Linked DNA regions of Drosophila melanogaster: region 2 is linked to region 1. The links are chromatin contacts, called in public Hi-C maps. All regions are on one chromosome and are shown on one strand. Each heading gives the region's core, a stretch centred on a gene start, on an enhancer-like site or on the middle of the called end of the contact. The rest is flanking DNA. Distances are from core to core; before and after follow the strand shown. Region 1 holds the start of CG31075. Region 2 overlaps RYa-R (RYamide receptor).

Region 1 (2,911 bases), core at 111-2,610:
GCAGCACAATCGAGCACTCATTTCAGTTGCTCACGAGGAGATCGCCGGTGAGGTATCTCGCTAACCACAGATACGATTTATCTCAGAGCAATGGAAAGGCCTGAAAATAACGACAGTCAGGTAGGAAAATCAAGCTTATCTAGCCAAGATTAAAAGTCGTATCTCTTTTATTTTGTCTACCGGTTTAGCTCATTTTGGTGCAACAGAATTTACGAACACTGCCCCAGGAATTAGTTAAGAAGCATGCTGATCATGTAGAGCAACTGGATCTAAGTCACAATTGTCTAAAGGATCTGTCTTGGTTGGCGGACTTCGAGCAGCTGCGTCATTTGGTGCTGGACAGCAATCGCATGCATGAGGCTCATTTGAGGACACTGACTTGCCCGCTGCCACAATTGGAAGTACTGATGCTCAACAAAAATGAGGTGAAGCCACAGAATCACAGTTCAATTGCTGTATATTAGAAATAAACGTCGAAAATTGCAATTTCTTATCGATTCCAGTTCAGTGACCTGCCGACGACAATGCGACTGATCAGAAAGTTCTTTCCCAATCTGCAGTATTTGAGCCTCCATGGCAATCCGATCTGCCCGGATGGCTTGGAACTGCAGCCGTTCTCCACATACCTGCGCTACGACTACGAGTACTATAGGTGGGTGTGTCTGTTACAATATTGATCTATCTATACATAGCTGCCGATCTGTTTCAGCAACTACATTGCACAGTCGCTGAGTAAACTGAAATTTCTGGATCATGGACTGGTTCAACGCACCTACAAATACGAAAGTTTCCCCATAAAAAATTACAATGGCAAACAGCTTATCCAGACGACAAGTGTCTGAAATTATAAGCAAATAAGACTATTTAACCTATTTATATTTAATGAAGTAAATTTTAAAACTCCCTATATTACCCATTGATCTATTAATTGAAGTTTGGGCATTTTATACAAGCTAAAGTATAAGACCACATCCTAGACACAATCCGTATAAGACAGTGTCTTGGATATCTAGCCAAGACATCAACCGCTCCCAAAAGCTTACAGTGGTCAAATTACAAACAAGTGTCATTAATAATTTTTTGTGATAAATCAATATCACCAAGTATAGTAAAAATAAATGTAGTATTAAAAACAATATATTTAACTAAAAATTCTGATATAACCATATTTAAGCCATATAACTTAAAGAATCGATGGACAATCCGTACACATTGTAGGGCACTTGTATATGCCGGCCGGCAAATGATAATTCAGAGGAGGACCACAAGCAAAGTGAGAATCTGATGAACGGCAGTGCAAAACAAATCGCTGATAGCCAGTTATCGGGGCTCTATATAAATCGGCATCTGGCAGCATTTCAGTTTCAGTTTCGCGACGTCTCCCAGACAGCCGGTTTCTATTCCAGTTCTTGAAGGTGTATATATCGCTCAATATGGCCGATCCCAACGCCAAGCCCAAGTACACAAAAGTGAGTATAAATATTGTGTGTGGGCAGCTGTCTATTAAATAATGCAAATCCCTCTTACTGCGCTGCACTTAAGCTAGGTGCATTGAACTTCCACTTTCTGCATTACAAGTTAAATGATTTAAAGTAAGCTGCCTAGTGAAACACATCAAACTCGTTTGTGTCGCAATTTAAGTACATATGTACAAATACTTGCAATTTTGGCCTCCTTACGCATATGTACGATTATTTTAAAAAAAAAACAGCAATTAGTTTGTTCGGAGATAGAGGGCTTAAATTGTTATCAACAGATGTGGGATGAAAAAAATAAACAGATTCGAAAAAAAAAAAAAAAAAGAAATAGAGCAATAATAATTAAGATGTTTGCTATGCTGATAAGAAAACATTCGTTGGGGACCAACATGAACTTTTTTCTGATACGAATAAGACTTTGAACGCTCATTTACAATGGCGAAATTATGAAAAAATATTATATATAAAAGAAAACTAATCAATTAGTCGAATATTTAATAAAGATTCTTTCTCTGTAAAGTAAAAACTCCTTATAATGCCCTTATTTTTAACGCCCACTTCTCTATATTCATTATTGTTTCCAATTGATTACAATAAGCGGACTACTTTATCTTGAAAGTTTAAGAACGCTGGTCGTACGATTTCATATCGCCCAACGACCCATTATAATTTAAATCAACACTAGATAACAGCCTCAAACTGCTTTGGTTTATTGTCAACAGTTTTGTATTTTTTACATGCTCGACAATTTGGAATCGTGACTAGAATTACACTTTACAGTGTTTACATTATCGCGTGTCCCCGGCAAATTGAAATGGGCCAATCGGGGGGGTTGATAACTTGTTTGAGCGGATAAGTAATCGCTGACAAACTGGGCTAACAATGATGAACAAATTGCAAAAACTACTGGCACACCAATTGGCTGTTTCACGAAAGTGGTCGAAATTTGATCATACTTATGCCCAGTGCGAACCCAATTACTGTCAGGTGGCGGAAAAGATTCCATTGGTTCCATTTACTTTCCACTAAATCAAAACTCACTTGATTTATTTATTTATAGCTTTTCATCAACAATGAGTTCGTTGATTCGGTGTCGGGCAAGACCTTTGCCACCTTCAATCCGGCTACATCCAAGGAGATTGTCCAAGTCTCCGAGGGAGATAAGGTGAGTCCAGCATTCTCGAAAGAGATACGATGGTGAAATGTACCTGTTGATTATTCTTAATATTTTATTAGGCTGATATCGACCTGGCTGTGAAAGCGGCCAAGAAAGCCTTCCATCGCGACTCGGAATGGCGCAAATTGAGTCCTCTGCAGCGCACCAATTTGATGAACAAGTTAGTTTTACCCATAAATCACACGTAAATAAAGTATAACAATATAATCCCCTGCAGACTTTGTGCCCTGATGGATCGGGACAAGGCATTCCTGGC
Region 2 (2,911 bases), core at 274-2,773, 68 kb before region 1:
TTGAGTTGACACTTACAATACAATTTAAAGGACTCGGACTAAAACACGCACACATATACACTCAACAAAATGGGGGTATTCGATCTTTGGTTGATTGGTTCACGTTGTATTCGCACTCAAAACTCGGTGCTTCTTATGTTTGCTTCTGTTCCACCTGAGCTTCCTGATCGGCGCACCGGTGAATCAGTTTTATTTTTTGATATGACAGCTACCGCAGTGGTGACGTCTCGCCGCACGATAATGGGTTCTAGTTTAATAGAGGCGTAACGAGTAGGAGAACATACATATGTATTAATATTTTAATAGTTTGCCGAAGGAAAATGAAATATCTTTGGCAAGATCTTCGACATTCCATATTCAATTAAACAACTTCGTATTTTTGTAAATATATCTTAAGTAATCTTCTAAAATGTTTTGAACTTACCGCTCGCAAAGATGTCGCTCGTGGCTTTCGACGAGCGCTGATGTAGGTGGTGGATGTGTTCATTCGATTGAGAGGAAGTGCTGGACCCGTTCCTTTTTTTTTGTTTTTTTTGCCAGTTGTACGTGTAAACGAGAGGATACTGTTAGAAAATGATTTAAAATTGAAAGCTAGCGAACGGGAAGATGCAGTTTGGTGCAATTCATGCGGTAGCGTGTTTGTTGTGCTTCCTAATTGGCATGCAAGGCTACGGACTATGGACGATCCACATGATTATCAACTGGCTTTAAATGAACCAAAATCGCAACAATACGAATAGGAAAACGGAAACGGATACTAAGTGAAGGGTCTTGCACCTAATGCATATTTTGGGTTTCCGGAATAGGGCATCGCCGACATGGCGATGGTACTTCGTAGTCATCTCACCGGAAGTTGCGTTCATGCGATCACCGACGCTCCGCAGGCAGCACCAGCGACGCAGGCCGGGCATACGGTGCATCAGCTGGACGAATCCGCTCCTGAAACGGGCGTTCATGTAGCAGTAGATGATCGGATTGTAGCAGCAGTGCGACATGGCCAGCCAGTGAAACGCGAACCACACATACGGCAGAGGATCCCAGTGGGCGAACTCCTCGTCGTTCAGTAAAAGCTATAGAATATAATTCGAGTTAATTGTTGATTATTCACCGGCAACGAAGAACCCACCTGCAAAATATTGAAGGGCAGCCAACAGCAGGTGAACACAATCACAACCGTCAGCATCATTTTGACCATCTGAAAGTGGTGAGGAGGTTAATTCAAGAACACTAAAAGTCAGAGTCTATTCATAGGACTCGCGAATTTATTCCGCGAATTTTTTTATGACACAACGACCTTGACCTTCGTTTTCCAGACTGTTGAGCCGTAAAATCTGTTGTTTGCGATTCCCACCATAAAACATAAAACCACCCAGTTCAAGTTTATTTATATAGGGCAATGACTCGCCCTTATGGCCTATTGCAACTTATTTTCATCGTAACATCATGAGGTTTAGGAAATATGATTCCCTTTGAGCCTGGCAAGCAAATGTGACATTTGTGTAGCCTACTCTTAGGCTGCGAAAACTTTCCTCATTCTCTACAGAAAGGTCATCAATTTTACTTTTCTATTTGACACGCAAGTTACATATAAAACTCTACCTCCGTGAACGGAAAAAAAGCCCATATATCAAGGATATCCTAAATCATTTATTTAGGTAAGTCACGGGGCTTTAATCACATATACTATAAAAGTTGCCCAATTCAGAGGAGTTTGGATTGTTTTTCTGCAAGCAAATACAATCGACCTGAATTGCGAATATGGTGGCTTAGTTTACTTTAACGATGAACTCAGTGGCCACGTCTCTTTAACGTGACCACCTGAATAAAAAACTAGACATAAAGTTTAACGGCCTGAAACAAAGGCATGATACATTCAGTTTGCACATCTAAAATCTCTTACACTAAAAAAAAATTGTTTTCTTAGATTGCAGAAAAGTTATTTCGAAGCCTCATAACATAAAATGTTTTAGCTAATTATGCGAAAATGGTTTCCAAGGATTTCAGAAACTGAAATATGTACTTTTTAAATTTTTTTTATTTGAATGTATAATAAAGTTTTGTTGATGCAAAGGGCAATAGACGAATCAAATGCAAAGTCAAAGATGAGTTCTTAAAAGGCAGACTTGCAAGGATATAAATAGAATCATATTTGCATGCAAATATTATGGCATAATCGGCGGGTAATGCGACTACAATCTTGAATCTTGCTCAATCGCAGGGGATTATGAACGGACTCCAGATTCGTTGGGGATGCGAATCTCGGTCTCCGACAATTTTCTGATGTCAGATGGGTGCATTTGGAGGCAGTTTTCCGCTGGGCCAGCTGGTAGTTGCATTTTATGAACCCGCCAAGTCGTTTTATTGGCCGCCTTTGTTGTCGGGCGATTCTCCCATTTCAGATGCAGTTTCCCGTTCCAGTCTACAGCTTAGCTGGGCAAACTTAACGAGTGCTCAACGCGGCCATTTGATTCGCTTTAATGGCTCGTTAGTCGACCATCCAGCCGGGTAGTGTTAACAATGTCAACATTAAGTATACGCCGCGTTGTTGGACGTCAAAGCAGCAAGACGAGGAGCAAACACAGTGCGCCCAAGCAAGCTCGTAATGAATGTTTATACAAATATGTTCATGCTGTTTTTTTCCCTTGACGCCTGGACACGCGTCTCCTCCAGCTGTGACCTTTGGCCCCAACATGTGTCTGCAGACGAATGAACTCTGGCATCAACTTTCCCTAACCCCACACAGGAAGAAAAAGTGTTTTTTTTTTTAAATGTGATTATTTCTTTAAAAATTATGATTTAAAAGTTGATTTTCTTCTAGGGCACTCTTCGACTGTGGGCGGAAACTGCAACATCATCTGGCGTCTGGAGAAGTCTTTATGCCTTGGCCGACTGAAGTGCTGACTCTCCTGCC

What was found. Hi-C and Micro-C count contacts between places; a contact is called where the count stands out from the background.
Region 2: a Hi-C map of the Kc167 cell line shows a contact between it and region 1, with 2.5 times the contacts expected there. The contact joins the enhancer-like site here to the promoter of CG31075 in region 1. A contact is called at or near these places in 1 of 1 datasets of contacts at CTCF or cohesin (the Kc167 cell line), 14 of 107 Hi-C or Micro-C datasets (the Clone 8 cell line, the Kc167 cell line, the OSC cell line and 4 more) and 3 of 6 datasets of contacts at active chromatin or transcription factors (the Kc167 cell line and the S2 cell line).

What each region holds. Positions count from the first base shown.
Region 1 is chr3R:26,986,966-26,989,876 of dm6, reverse strand. It overlaps CG31075, which reads left to right and starts at 1,360. Exons shown (of 5, transcript NM_170304.2): 1 at 1,360-1,469; 2 at 2,539-2,643; 3 at 2,715-2,815; 4 at 2,873-2,911. The coding sequence starts at 1,434. CG31076 reads left to right here and starts at 25. Exons shown (of 4, transcript NM_170305.2): 1 at 25-120; 2 at 189-425; 3 at 504-652; 4 at 710-842. The coding sequence starts at 91. The coding sequence ends at 842.
Region 2 is chr3R:27,054,988-27,057,898 of dm6, reverse strand. It overlaps RYa-R (RYamide receptor), which reads right to left. Exons shown (of 8, transcript NM_079801.4): 5 at 1,127-1,195; 6 at 848-1,070; 7 at 425-516; 8 at 1-247. The coding sequence ends at 209. Among named protein-coding and RNA genes, the nearest start is that of CG34292, 5.8 kb to the left of the region's middle. Within about 2 kb of position 1,523, at least 21 of the 39 cell types and tissues checked have an H3K27ac peak or open chromatin away from gene starts, as enhancers often do. A contact at or near this core is called in the Kc167 cell line, the S2 cell line and wing imaginal disc, where this site is marked.